2 separate regions of the Ovis aries genome follow, and region 2 is linked to region 1. The links are chromatin contacts, called in public Hi-C maps. All regions are on one chromosome and are shown on one strand. The core of a region is the stretch at or near the end of the contact, and the rest is flanking DNA. Distances in the headings are between cores, read along the strand shown.

Region 1 (7,452 bases), core at 3,479-5,978:
AAAACAAAACCTCTGCATGTCTCTAAGAACATATAAAGTATCCAATTATTATATGCGCATTGCACATATGCTATTCTTAATGTCAACACTGTGGATCTCCCCTTTAAAAAGTGACCATGCCAAACAGGGTCTTTTTAGCATTTTAGTAAAGGCCCACTAATACATGGCTTGTATTGTTATAGCACCTGACCCTCTGCAGAATCTTTTACCCCTGGTTAAACCAAACTATTTGCTAGGTATAATTAATTGCAATGAAATCAACATTTGCAAAGAGAATCAGATTTTATTTTTAGTGTAAATACTGTGTTAGTCAAATCACTAACTTATCTTAACCTCTGGTTTAATCACATAAAAGGACCAGCTCACATAAAGAGAACCAGATGGACACTAGAATTCTCATGATTATGCTGCAGTAACTTCATTTACTCATTCAGCAACTATTTATAGAAAATCTTTAGATGCCAGGCATTGGAGTTTAAAGTGTGAATAAGGATAAACTTTGCTGAGGGATACCTACTTTCAGTGACAGCTAAGTATCATGAAGGCTATTAGAACTGACAAAGATCTAGGTTGCTCAGGGAAAGCTTTTCGAAGGAAGTAACACTGGAGAAGGAAATGGCAACCTACTCCAGTATTCTTGCCTGGAGAGTCCCACGGACAGAGGAGCCTGGCAGGCTACAGTCCCTGTGTCGCAAGAGGTGGACACGATTTAACAAATATACCACCACCAGCACCACCATTTGAATGGGACTTGAATGGTGAGAACAGGTCAATGAAATTCTAGGGAAAAGAGCATTAGAGGCAGAGGAACAACTACAAAGAGTTCATTTTAGTATCTTTCCCAATCTGTGATGCTTACTTTATTCAAAATCTAGTTTCAAAATCTTTTCCCACTAAATGGAGCCTTCTGTGATAAACTCTACTTTCAAATTATTGCTTAAGTGTATAATTTACATTACATTCATAGTTTTAATTTATGGTTCTGAAAATCTAGTCTCAGGATAAGTCAAGTTTTTAAGGAGAGAACCTTAGGATTCTTCACTCATCTTTCATAATTTTAGCACAGAAAAGAATGTTCATTAGGTGCTGGAGACCAGCTATTATAAATGAAATTGGTATTTTGTTTCCCATTCTTACAATAAGGTTTGGCTACAAACTAACTTCAGAAAGAACCAAAGGTACCTTATAAATCCAAGAGGAAAGAGCAAATGACTCAGGAGTGTGAAATCTCAAACTCAATTCCCTGCTCTACCATGTACTTAGATATAAGGCTTCTGGCAAATCAAACTCTATGACTAGTTGTCAGTATCTGTAAACCGGGAGTATTGTTTGCCCTATTTAATTAGGATTAACAACTTCACTTTCACTTTTCACTTTCATGCATTGGAGAAGGAAATGGCAACCCACTCCAGTGTTCTTGCCTGGAGAATCCCAGGGACGGGGGAGCCTGGTGGGCTGCCATCTATGGGGTTGCAGAGTCGGACACAACTGAAGCGACTTAGCAGCAGCAGCAGTCATAAACTACATTTCATCATGATCACTGTCCTTAAAGCTGACTGTGGAAACAGAGCATAAATGCTAGAAAAAGTGTGAAACAGTGTGATTTCATTTTAGAACTGGAAGAAACCTTAAATTATCTTGTTCAATCTCTCTTTTTACGTGAGAAATCAAGAAGCTCAGAAAAATCATGTTACTTGCTCAAAGTTATTGAAATACATGATGGCAGAATCAGTATGGCATCTACATTTTCTAAATACCCAGCCCAGTACACTTTTATTTTAACCACACCACACTGCCTCTATCACTTCTTGCAACCTAGTCCCCAATGGACTGATACATAACTCATAATTCAGTCAGATCCAGAATGATAAGAGTTAAATGACTTAAAAAATTTAAAAAATACCTACATAGGTTTCTAATGCTGTGACCTGACATAATTTGATATCAAAACTGAATTTAGAAAGTTTCACACTGACTATTACTGAGTCATGGTATAAGAAATGTAAGGATTAAAATCAGCTGATGCCTTAAAAATATGCATCTGTGAAATGAGTGCATATTTGGCCTATGGTCAGAGTATTTTTCTTTATACAGTTTCTAACTGAATCAGTATAATGCTGATTCAATTACACTGTTATTTGAGAAACAGAATATGATTTTCTTCATTTGTAGGCAATATACTGGTACCATATGAAATAATGAAAGCAATATAAAATACTTTTTGTTTCTAGTCATCTTTCTCTTATTCATGATTTTAAGCTGAGAGCAGAATCTAAGTTGAGAAATAATGAGTGCCCATGGTGCTTCCTAGATTATATAGTAATACTGCTTTAATGTAAAAATAAAGAATATGATGAAAATTATGTAATGGTTTTAACATTAGAAAGGTCTAAGTTCAAATCTTTAACATGAAAATAAACTGAGTAATAAAAACTGAAAAGAACAAAATTAGAAGACTACCTAATGTAAGAAAATTTCATCTAGAAACAAAAATTTACTCCTTAGGAATGTCCTAAATCTACTAAAGAATAGTTGAAACATCATCTAAACTAAAAGAAGGGTCTTTGGAAACAGAACCCAAACAGGAAGTTAAATAGCTTTGGGGGAAGAGTAGTTAAAGGACAGTCTCATAACCAAGAATGTAAAATGCTTCAGAAAGCAGTGCGGGAAAACTAAGGTTGTAAAAATCAGATGATGTAAGTCTCTGAAAACATTTGGTAGACCACGAAGTACAAGTTATTATTATATAACAATTTGTAGTCTACAAGCATAGCAAGCAGTTCGCCACAGAGTAGACGTAAATGCTTATTTAAAAACTGCAATTCTTTTATACTGACTCACCGAATTTTTATTCTTAAAAAAGAAAGAATGTTAGCCATGAAAGCGGGATCAACTATCCAATTCTGAAAAAAGAATTTATCATAGTCTCAATAGAAACACACACACACACACACAAAGACACACACAAAACTCCCCCCTTCCAAAATATGGGTCCTTCTTTTAGCCATATGACCTTAAAGCAGGTCACAGTTCCTTTCTGGAACTCAGTTTCCTAATAATGTGTGTCAGGCACTGAGTTGGGTGTTTTGCATGTACTGCCTAATAAAGTCTCATACAAATAAAATGAAGTAGAAATTATAATTATTTTATAGTTAAGGAAACTAAAGCTCAAAAATGTTAGTCAGGAAACTTGCTCCAGATCACGCAGCTAATAAATGGCATAGCTGATACACTGAACCATCATCTAACTCCAAAGGTTTTGCTCTTCCCACTTACACTATCTTGTAAAATGAGGCTGTTTTCAGCGATCTTTAAGATTATTTTAAGCAAGTAAAAATAAAGTAATCCATTATTCTTCCAAAACATGCATAGAAAAAAAAAATTATTCGTCGAAGGATAATTATCTACTTTTAGCTTACCACTGTCTAAAAGTAACTTAAAATTTTTAAAATAGAGATAATTCTTTGAGAACATGCAGGATTCTCGTGGGTGTATGTAATGCAGGGTACTTAGTAAATTTCTTAAATGATAAACAAATGGTAAATAATAAATACTATTTCCAACCAAAGTTTTAATACTTTCTAAAGTGTCTTTAAAATATACATAGCTTTCAGTTTTCTAAATTTTATGGTCTATACAACCAACCTCTGTGCATTGAAAAGCAACGTGCTAAAGGCACATTGTTACCTTGCTCCAAAATAATTTTAAATATTGCAGAATAAAGGATGTATTCGGGTTTTATAACAGCGATTTCTGGTTTGATCTCACATTCTAGTTGTCACTGAAATCAATCGTTATTTCTTCAGAATATGCTACTCGAAACATTTTTTCATCCTAAACCAGTCTACATTACTACTGGTGAAATTAGCCTAAATTAGTCTAATTGAAGGCTATTAAATAACATTTAATATGACTACTGCTCTATGGAATCGGCAAAACAGCTATTCGGTACTTGGAAAAACTATTAGACTTGTGGATGTATTAATTTACGAAGCATCCATTGAGCACCCACTGCGTGCCAGATGCTGAGCCAGAAGTCGAACATAATATAATCCTTGACCCTTAAGAACACCATGTTTTGGAGAACTAAAACTCCAAAACGGCCATGGTCTTTGATATATTTTACTACTTACAGATTCTAGAACTGGTGGACCAGACGATCGCACCAGTTTATCCTTTTCCGTTTGAGATGACCCAAACTCCAAGCACCGGAATATTAAATCCAAACTCAAGAGTGCTAAAGGGAGAAAAAAAGAGAGCTACCCCGGAGCAGCTGAACGCGGAGAGCCCCTTTATACCCGGTCTCTGTGGGGTGTGGAGACTCCCGGGTGGGTCTCAAGAAATAGAAAGGTTGGGGAGGCGCCTTAAGAGTTAGGACCAGGCAGAGACCGGGACAGGCCAGGGCTCGAGCCTCCGTGCCGGGCCTCGCTCACCTCTTCCACCTCGATCTCCTTGTAGTCTATCTCTTCAAAGTTGAGGACTTGGGAGGGGGCTTCGATCATCTCACCGGCGGAAGACGAGGAGGAGGAAGAAGCGGCGGAGGCTGTAGACATGATCCCTCGCGGAGCCCGGGGGGCCCGGGAAGGCTGCCGCCCGGACAGTCCGGGGGAGACCCGCGCCCACCCGCCTCCGGACCGACCTTCAACCTGGAGCCACGGCGATCCGTGGCGGGGACAGGGACAGCGGCCACAGCCGAGTCCCGGCTCCGGCTCAGCTGCGTTTTCCGCCGCCCGGCCCCGCCCACCAAACTTCCGGTTCCGGCCAGAAATCGGAAACAAGAGGAGGGCCTTGAGATCAAGGGAGGGGAGGGGAGAATTCGGTGACTGAGACAGAGAAAGGAAGGACAGGTTGGGGGTGGGGTGGCGCAGGGGTGGAGTTGGGGAGGGTGGGAGGCTAGTTTGGACCTGAGAGACAAATTTCGCGAGACCTTTATTAAGGGCCTTCAGCAAAGTGATGATACCGCGAGAGCTGACATGTGACGTAATTAAAACGCGCGAACGGAAGTGGCGCAGAGCACGATGGAATCTCAGTACGGTTGGTCCTTTAGGAACCAGCGGGAAAGATAAAAGCTACAGTTTCAGCCTTGCTGGGTGAAGTATGTTTTGACCCCGCTCCCTTTTCTGTCAGAGACCTGCAGATGGACGGGGTAGTATTGGATTGAGTTTTTGTGATGAAGCTTACTATGCAGTTTCACTCCTAAGCTAAACTGCACTATTTCTTCAAAAGCCTAGGAAAATGTATTTTGTGTTTGGAGGGAAGCGATTGCTACTGTTACTTTGAGCCAGTCCCTGATGCTATCAGAGATTCTAAAGAAAATAATACACAGCGAGCCAGCGTATGTAACCTGAATAATACAATATAGGCTCACGAACAGAAGTTAATTTTAGGTAAGGTAGATATTTATGATTTGGCATAATTTGTCTTTCATTTGAACATATAGGATGTATTGGTACATGTCGGAGTGCAGTGCTTTGTGCTGGATGCTTTGCATTTATGTATCCCTATTTTATCATTAACAGTAGCCTTGCAAATTAAATATTTTTGTTGCCATTTTCAGGACAGGAGTAGACAGGCTCTGGAGTAAATCAATTATGATTCTCACAAGCACCTAGCTCAGTATATTTCCAAGGTGAGAAGTATTTCCTGCGTTGTACTGTCAACACAATTTTTACTTTTAAACTATCTGTTAAGCATCAGTCAGTTTGACCTAAAGGCTAATTGGGAAAATTGGAGTTAGAGATGAAGGTTTAAGAATGAAACGTTGTGAAGGTCAAGTTCTATCTCAGTAGGAGACCAAAAAGGGAACAGTCAGAAAGGAGAAAGTGAGGGGAATGGTGATGGCAATATCAGTGGCGGACAGTTTTTCAAGTAAGGAATAGCTAACCAACATTGGGATTGCCAATAGGTCATTGAATTTGGCAATTAAGAAGTTATGACCTCCTGGAAGACAGGGTGTCGTTTTTTTATTTGTAGTGTTAATAACAATGATAATTTGGTGAATGGGTAAGAGAATGGAAGAATAATTTCTTTCACAGAGCAATCTCTGGGTGATCTTACCCAGGGTATTGACCACTTTTATGATGATAACTCACAATCTCTCCCAGTTTTCAAATTTTTCCTGAATTCTGGACCTACTGGACATCTCTGTTTAGACGTAACTTAGCATATGAACTTTAAGATTCCAAAAACAAATTCAGAAGTTATCACCCACTACATATATATTCTTTGTGTGCATTTTCTGTCTCCATGAAGGATCCCATTGTTTACTCAGTTGTCCAAGTGAGAAATCAGAGCTTTATTTCTATGTGTATTACAACAAAATGATGCTTAATTAGTGCACTAATAACCAAATAGAATGGAGAAGGAAATGGCAACCCACTCCAGTATTCTCGCCTGGGAAATTCCATGGGCAGAGGAGTCTGGAAGGCTACAACCTATGGGATTTCCCAGGCAAGAATACTGGAGTGGGTTGCCATTTCCTTCTCCATTCCTTCTCCAGTCGGACACGACTGAGCAACTAAACAAAAAACAACCACCAAATGGAAACATATTAAATTAATGGGATAACCATTTTTACCTGTCATTTCTTTACTCAAATTCCCAAACTAGAATGGTCAACTTTTAACCTTGTCCTTTCACTCACAGGTCATATTTACTTTTTCTTTAACACTTTGATCTTAAAACAGTGGATGCTACCAAGTGGGAATTGAGATAATTCTTTTATGTTTTGGCTGAATGAATACTTTTGCCAGTCCTAACTTTCATGGAGTGCATGATCTGTTTTCTGTACCTTCAGTTTAGAACTAAAGGCAGACAAGGGATTAGTCACCATAATCATGATGGTGTTCTGCTTGGGTTTTTTTTTCCCCAAAAATTTTGTTATGAAAAATATCGAAATACAGAAAAGTTGAAAGAATTTCACAGTAAACCACTACATACTTACTGGTAGGATGCTATCATTAACATTTTACTATACTTGTTTTTATCCCATATCTGTCTATGCATCCTCTCATGCGTACATCTTTCTTATTTCGTTGGATGCATTTCAAAGTGAATCTCCTTCATGATCTTGAACATCTACCTTAATACTTCTGCTTCTATATTTTATGCACAGATTCGGACTTCTGATGTTGATGGTAATCTAAAATCAATCCTTATGCTATTTGCTTGCAGTTTTTCTTTCTTTCTTTTTTTTTTAAGTCCCCTCTCTCAGCAGTGCTTATGACTCTGGATCTTATCATCCTTAAGGTCCAGTGTACCTCTCTCATTCTGTGATTTGATTTTATGAGCTAGTTCAGTTCAGTTCAGTAGCTCAGTCCTGTCCGACTCTTTGCGACCCCATGAATCGCAGCACGCCAGGCCTTCCTTTCCATCACCATTGCCCCAAGTTTACCCAGACTCATGTCCATCGAGTTGGTCATGCCATGCAGCCATCTCATCCTCTGTCATCCC
Region 2 (7,452 bases), core at 2,929-5,428, 740 kb before region 1:
GTTGCACATACCTGTGAACAGAGCAAAAGCCACTGAACCATACACTTAAATGGATGAATTATGTGGCATATGAATTATCTCTCAAAGCTGTCTTAAAAAGTTCTAATTCTAGCTCACAGATATTGATTACTTTCTACAGGCCAGGCACTGTGGTAAGCTCCTCAAACGCATCATCTAGATTTTACAATCTTATTTATAGCAATAACAACAGCAACCACTTTTATAGACAACACTTACTGTACCCTAGGCACCTAACTCTCATAGCAACCCATGAAGTAGGTTACACTATCCCCATTTTACAGAAAAGGAAACTGAAAATTTTTAAAAAGGGATAAGGTCATAAAGCTGATAGCAGAACCAGGAATCACATCACAGGTTCCAGAATCTCTGCTTTTAACTACTCTGTAACTATTTAGCAACTATCACAGGTAATTGGTATCAAGAAACTAAGACTTAGGAGAGTTGAGCAACTTGTGGAAGCCCCCCAAAACAATGGTAACACACTCCAGTATTCTTGCTTGGGAAATCCCATGGACAGAGGAGTCTGGTGGGCTACGATCATCCATGGGGTCGCAAAAGGGTCGGACACAACTTAGTGAGTAAACAATAAGGAAAGAGAAGAGGACTTCCCTGATGGTCCAGTGGTCAAGAGTTTGTGCTTTCACTGAAAAGGGGGTGGGTTCACTCCCTGGTAGGGGAACTAAGATCCCCATGCCACATGCATTGCCAAAACACAAAACCAAAAGAGGAATCTGATCTGCACCCATCCTTCAGTCCTCCTACCCACACATGCTCTCAAGCACTCTGCTCTTCTTCAACATAGACAGTGATTAAGGACATAAGATGTGATTCTGTGATTTATAGTACAAGAGAAAAAAAAAAAACATACTTAGTCTTCAAAACCCCACACCTGTCCAAGTACCTAAAACTCTGGGAATTTCCTGTGATGAGAGAAATATGCTACAGTAACGCAGTGAATTTTGGAAAGAGGCTAAGCTGGGAGCCAATCACTTGATTAGAGGATTAGAACTTTCATCCCCATGTCTTGACCTCCGAGGAGGGCAGAGGGGCTAGAGATTAAGAGCTGAATCACCAATGGCCAGAGATTTAGTATTGTGCCTGTGAAGAAAGTGTTCATAAAAACCCCACAGAATGTGGTTCGGAGAGCTTCAGGGATGGCTGTCCTGAAAAGTAAAATATTTCTCCAAGTTTTGTGAGTATACTACTCAAAAGCAGAGACATTACTTTGCCAACTAAGGTCCGTTTAGTCAAGGCTATGGTTTTTCCTGTGGTCATGTATGGATGTGAGAGTTGGACTGTGAAGAAGGCTGAGCACCAAAGAACTGATGCGTTTGAACTGTGGTGTTGGAGAAGAGTCTTGAGGGTCCCTTGGACTGCAAGGAGATCCAACCAGTCCATTCTGAAGGAGATCAACCCTGGGATTTCTTTGGAAGGAATGATGCTAAAGCTGAAGCTCCAGTACTTTGGACACCTCATGCGAAGAGTTGACTCACTGGAAAAGACTCTGATGCTGGGAGAGATTGGGGGCAGGAGGAGAAGCGGACAACAGAGGATGAGATGGCTGGATGGCATCACGGACTCGATGGACGTGAGTCTGAGTGAACTCCGGGAGATGGTGATGGAGAGGGAGGCCTGGCGTGCTACGATTCATGGGGTCGCAAAGAGCTGGACACGACTGAGCGACTGGACTGAACTGAACTGAACTAGTAAATTAATTAAATCCAAGAAAGAAATTTCTTGGAACCCCCAATTTATAGGCTAGCTAGTCAGAAGAGCAGGCGAGGGTGGGAGAAGTCTTTTAGGGTTAAGCCTTTACTCTGAAGGAACTGACTCTTTCCACAGGTAAACAGCACCAGAATTGAGTTAAATTGTAGGACACCAGCTGGTATCTGAGAATTGCTCAGTAGTGCTAGAAAGAAAACCCCCGTGTTGGAATTAAGAGTCAGAACTGTAGGATGCTAGTAGTTGTAAGGATGAAGAGAAAGACACAACTGAATAAAGATTCAATACCAAGGAAGGAAAATCAGGAGGACTTGGCTATATGCGACGGAAAAGGAGCGAAAAGAGTTGAGAACACTCAGTTTTCTGTAACAAGGGACTGGACAGAGAGACGGGGGTGTCACCAGCTGAGATGAAGAACAAAGGAAGCACATCCTAAAAATTTATTTCAGATCCCAAACTCCATGAGAAGTAAGGTTTCAAAATCTTTGCTGGGAGTTCCCTGGTGGTCTAGTGGTTAGGACTCCATGCTTCTACTGTCCAGGGCCCACGTTCAATTTCTGGCAGGGGGAACTAAAATCATGAGGTTCAGTGGTGGAAAAAAAAGGTCTTTGCTCTCCAGTAAAAATCAGTTTCCCCAAATAGGAGAAAAACAGGATGACAACACAATCAACTCTTATCTGTGTGAAAAGCTTGAAATCACTACTGAAAATAAAAAGGAGCAAACCTGAAAGACATTATTCAGATTGGATAGAATCTGAGACAGAGGAGAGACAAATGGAAAGCACAGGTGGCCGGAATCTTAATTCAATTGAACTTTCTAGTAGCTTTCAAGTCCCTCAACATTACTATATACAGTCTCAGAATCCACCTGAGTGGTTCCCATGCTTCAGAATCTCAGATTCTCTTTTTTTTAAAAGGCTATGAACCATTTCCTCATTTTACTCCCAATACATAAGCACTAATTTTCCATCCAATTACTGCGAAGAACCATAAACAAACCTCCTGCTGTCAGTGGTCCATGATCCCCAGCTTCAGAACCTCTGCTTTAAATGCAAACCCACTTACAGAAGAATGCTTCTAGCCATAATACATAGTTCAGGAGCCTGTCACCACAACTTCAGCTCATATAAATTGATTTTTTCATTAGTCCAGCCCATCAAAAGTCAGTTTTCTTTCCAGACCTCTCCCTTAATGTTAACGATCCCTTCCTTGGGGGAAATCACAGGCCAGATAACCCCAGGAATATCTTCCACTCCTCCCTCCCCTTTGCCACACACGTTCAATTTGTCATCAGATACGTCTCTCTGTTAGCTCCAGGCCTCTCCAGACCCGAAAAACTGCTGTTGCTTCCTTAGCAATAGGATGTCTATCTTCTAGATACAGGAGTTAGGGGAAAAAAAAAAAAAAAATTTCCCCCTACTCTCAAGCTCACAGGTGTGGTGGGGAAGCATAAAATAGAAAGTTAAAACGCCAGGTGAAAAAATGCGTGATAAGGATCCTCAACTCAGATAGCGGGAGGTCAACGGGAGAAGGCTCTTAAAAGGCCAGAGCACCCATTTTCCAGAAAACTAATTCATAATTCCTATGGCTTATGAATTATGCCCTCGCTGTCTCGCTTGGCCCATCAGTTGTATCCTGTGTTTATGAAAGTCTCCAAAAATAGACACGAAATACCTTGGGGGTCTGAGACCATAACGAATTTATCTGTATCCGCAAAGTGCCACACTGTGTCTTACTCCCAGCAGGAATACAATTAATACTTGTCAGTGGGCAGGAAAGTCAGAACAAGGCAGAAAGGAAATACCCACCCAAGCTAACAGAGGTGGCTGGACTTGTCGGCAAGCTTAAATAATACAAATGTCAAAAGGGCAAACACGCAACCTCAACTACCAAAAAAAGAAACACAAAAAACCACGTTTTTCTCTGAAGGTCATGTTTGGCGCACGCAGCCAGGGTGCTGCAAGGAAATAAATCGGTGGAGAGAAGGGAAGACTCTCCCACAGAAAAACAAAAGGCTCCTTCCAGGCTCCTCAAATGCGCGCGGACGCCTCCGCCACTGGCCAGCCTTGGGGAGGGGGCCAGAGTGACAAGACACGGATCTCCGGTCCCCTGCGTCTTCGCGCAGGGCCATGGGGCACGCGCCAGGCGGTGAGGGGACGGCCCAATTCTTTCCCTCCCGTTCCTTCTCTTACCTGCTTGACCAAGAACCTGCCCAGCTCGCTGCGGCTCTTCTCATTCTTGGCAGCGATTAACCGCAGCGGCGCGGCCGCTACCTCCAGCAAGAGGTGCTCCATGATCACGGGTCCTCCGCCCCGGGCGGCCACAGGCGCTCCTTGCTTCGCGCTAAGAACCCCCGAGCCGCTGAGGTCCTGGCGCCGGAACTGCCACCAACTGCGTCTCCAGTGAAAGCGGCTGCCGCTGCTTCGCCACTACCTAGAGAGCGGCAGCAGCACACGTGGGGGGGAGCACGCGGCGCTCTGCATCATCAGTCCGCGACCGCACCAACCGGCGATCGCGGCCCGCCTCCTCGGCACCGGAAACGCGGGGCGTCAGTATCTATATAGTTCCGGCATAGACTCCATCAGAAATAGCTTTTGCTGGTGGAGGTTAACGGTTACAATGATGGTTGATCCGGCGACAAAGGGTGGCGTGACAGCAATTCAGGAGAAGCTAGGGGGCCCTTAGGGCCGTGTGCCTACGATCCTCAGCCCGCCATGCCTCCCTCTGCGTCAGCAGGCAAAAGGATCAGCTAGGAATGAAAAGCAAATTTACCCCCTCTAAACTCCTCTTTTAGACGGTTGGCCTGTGGAAATTCACACACAAGTGTAACAAGCATAGAGAGCCCTCGCAGCAGTCTTATTATAAATACTGGATATAAGTGTTAAGATGGGTGATAAAAGAAATTTTCGCATGTTGAGATACAGAAAAGTCATTTTGGGTTATACATGAGTTAAGGAAAATAGCCTCTTTTTGGCCTATCAAACAAATTGTATATGTGCTTTAATTATTAAAGAGAAGAGCACGCTGACAAGAGGTAAAGAATGCCCATGTTAAAAATAAAGATTAAATGCCTTTCTTTCTGGGAGGCTAATGCTGGTCCTGCTTTGATGATGATTTCCTTTTCCAGGTGCCCAGGCCATGGGGACTCTCATATACTTGCTGGTGTGTGTGTGTGTTTTAAACCTTGAAGAAATGTAATGTCTGTGCGTGTGTTTTAAACTTTGAAGAAATGTAGTGTGTGTGTGTGTGTGTGTTTTAAACCTTGAAGAACTGTAACCCTGTCTTATTTAATGTTCTTTGTTTTGACAAGGTATAAAATTGTCCTGGAACCCACGCTTCTCTGGAGCAGCTTCACAGAGTCATCTGGGAAGCTGGCTTCTGGGCTAGTCCTTAGTTTGGCTGAAATAAAACTTGTTTCTATTCTTATTATAAATCATTGATTATTTTCATTGACATGACATGGGAATGAAAGTATGGTATATAGGACACTGAATATTCTAAAGGCACTGTGAAGAGTGGAGTAGAAGAGTACATAAAATTAAAAGTGCATTTATGTCAAATTCATTCATGAACAAGCCAAAATAATGACAAAGTCAGAGCAGTGGTTGCTTTTGACTGCAGGGAACTTCCTAGGGTGATGGAAATATTTCATTATCAACCCCGGTGTGGTGGTTACTCTGATAGATATAAAAGCCATAATTTATTTGCTTTTTTCTTTAAAATTGAGGATATATGTCTAAGTACTGCGTTCCAAGGTCTTCTCAGGTGGCTCAATGGTAAAGAATCGCCTGCCAACGCAGGAGGTGGGGTTTTGATCCCTGGGTTGGGAAGGTCCCGTGGAAGATGAAATGGCAACCCACTCCAGTATTCTTGTGGAGAATCCCATGGACAGAGGAGCTTGGCAGGGTACAGTCCATTAGGTCACAAAGAGTTGGACATGACTGAGTGACTGGACACGAATGTACTGTATTCCAAGTTTCCCCTGGATTTCCCATTCTGGGTGGATATATTACTTTGAAATGCAGGTAAGTTTACCATGTTCATAGACCTTTGATTTTAAGTTGAAAAGACAGAGACATTGACCAATGTTAAAGTATTACAATGTTTGAAAGAACTTGAGGTTTCACTACATGTTTACGTACTTATGTAATACCCAACAATCTTTTGTATTCTATTACAAGTTAATCATAAAAGAGCTGTTGCCTGTAAGTTTAAATTATAAATAATGGTCCATCTCTGGGAACCCTGCTTCCAGGTAATGAGCATTAAGCTAAGATACTGTTTTTTAGCTCATAGGAAACATCTTGACCAGACCTACTTTTGAATGACTATAGAGAGGAAGAAATGAACACATCCCCTCCAGAGGCTGATGGGAACCAGGAAGTGTTTGACTTCACTCCCTCCCCTTTTAGTATAAGAGGAGCCTGAATTCTAACTCAGGCAAGATGGTTCTTTGGGGCATGAGTTCACCATCTTCTCTGCTGGCTTTCCAAATTAAGCTGTTATGCCTTGCTCCAACAACTGGTCTCTTGATTATTGGCCTGTCATGTGTCATAGTAGTAATGAGCTTAAACTCAGTAACCCTTAGGAATGTTTTACTTATCAGTTTTTGTGTTTGTCCTACAAGTATGAAGTGTTTAAAAAACAGATGAAATGCATTACATTTAAATGGGGTTTAAAATACTGAAAGGAGTTTAACTATATGCTATAAATGGGAGCAATTACTAATTTAAATTCATCAAAGTCTTTCTCTGGCCTTCCATTCTCATATTTTATGTAACAATTTTAATAAAACTCTGCAGTTTTATTCTGTCATTGCCATAATTGTTCCAGTAATCTAACTATTTGTAACAAATTATTAAATTATACTGACTTAAAACACCAACTATTTTATGTGTGTGTGTGCTAAGTCACGTCAGTCATGTTCGACTCTTTGCAGCCCTATGGACTGTAGCCTGCCAGACTCCTCTGTCCATGGGATTCTCCAAGCAAGAATACTGGAGTGGGTTGCCATGCCCTCCTTCAGTAGATCTTCCCAAGCCAAGGACTAAACGCATGTCTTCTGCATGGGAAGGCAGGTTTTTTACCAATCACTAGCGCCACCAATACTTTAAAATAGGGAGGTTCAGGAATTTGAGCAGGGCTCTGCTGGCAATTCTTGTCTTCCATGGGATATTGACTGAGGGCATTCAGTTGTATTGAGTTAGTCAATGGCCTAATCTGGTGGGTCCAAGATAGGTTCACTCACACATCTTGTATCTTGGCAGGGATGGCTGGAAGGCTGAGCTCAGCTGGAACTTTAAGCTGGAATGCTTACATGACCATTTGAGGTCGAGAAGAGAGAGATCTCCAAAAAGCCTGGATAGAAACTGCAAGGTCTTAGAAGTCCTAAAACATCCCTGTCCTTGCATCATATGGTCAAGCAAGTCGCTAAAGCCAGTCCAGATTCAAGGGACTGGAAATTAGACTTCATTTCTCAATGGAGGAGTGGCAAATAATTTCCAGTCATCTCTATTTACCACAGCTGATGCACTTTTTGAGATTTCTAACAGAATTTTCCAGAGCACTTTCATTTGAATTAGTTGAGTAACAGAATTTTTATAATACTAACACTGGAATTGTTAAGCCTAGCCTCTTACCCACATTTAGGATACTGAGTATCTTGCACTTGTTCCTTTAGATAGATTCCCCCTCCTTCTCTCCTTCTTC

The links. Hi-C and Micro-C count contacts between places; a contact is called where the count stands out from the background.
Region 2: a contact with region 1 is called in a Hi-C map of hypothalamus, with 8 times the contacts expected there. The contact joins the promoter of MDN1 here to the promoter of MAP3K7 in region 1. A contact is called at or near these places in 4 of 16 Hi-C or Micro-C datasets (hypothalamus, liver, muscle and 1 more).

Annotation. Positions count from the first base shown.
Region 1 is chr8:47,031,304-47,038,755 of ARS-UI_Ramb_v3.0, reverse strand. MAP3K7 (mitogen-activated protein kinase kinase kinase 7) reads right to left here and starts at 4,728. Exons shown (of 18, transcript XR_009601626.1): 1 at 4,434-4,728. It overlaps LOC121820172 (a long non-coding RNA gene), which reads left to right and starts at 5,009. Exons shown (of 4, transcript XR_009601631.1): 1 at 5,009-5,387.
Region 2 is chr8:47,767,611-47,775,062 of ARS-UI_Ramb_v3.0, reverse strand. MDN1 (midasin AAA ATPase 1) reads right to left here and starts at 4,178. Exons shown (of 102, transcript XM_012182781.4): 1 at 3,936-4,178. The coding sequence starts at 4,037.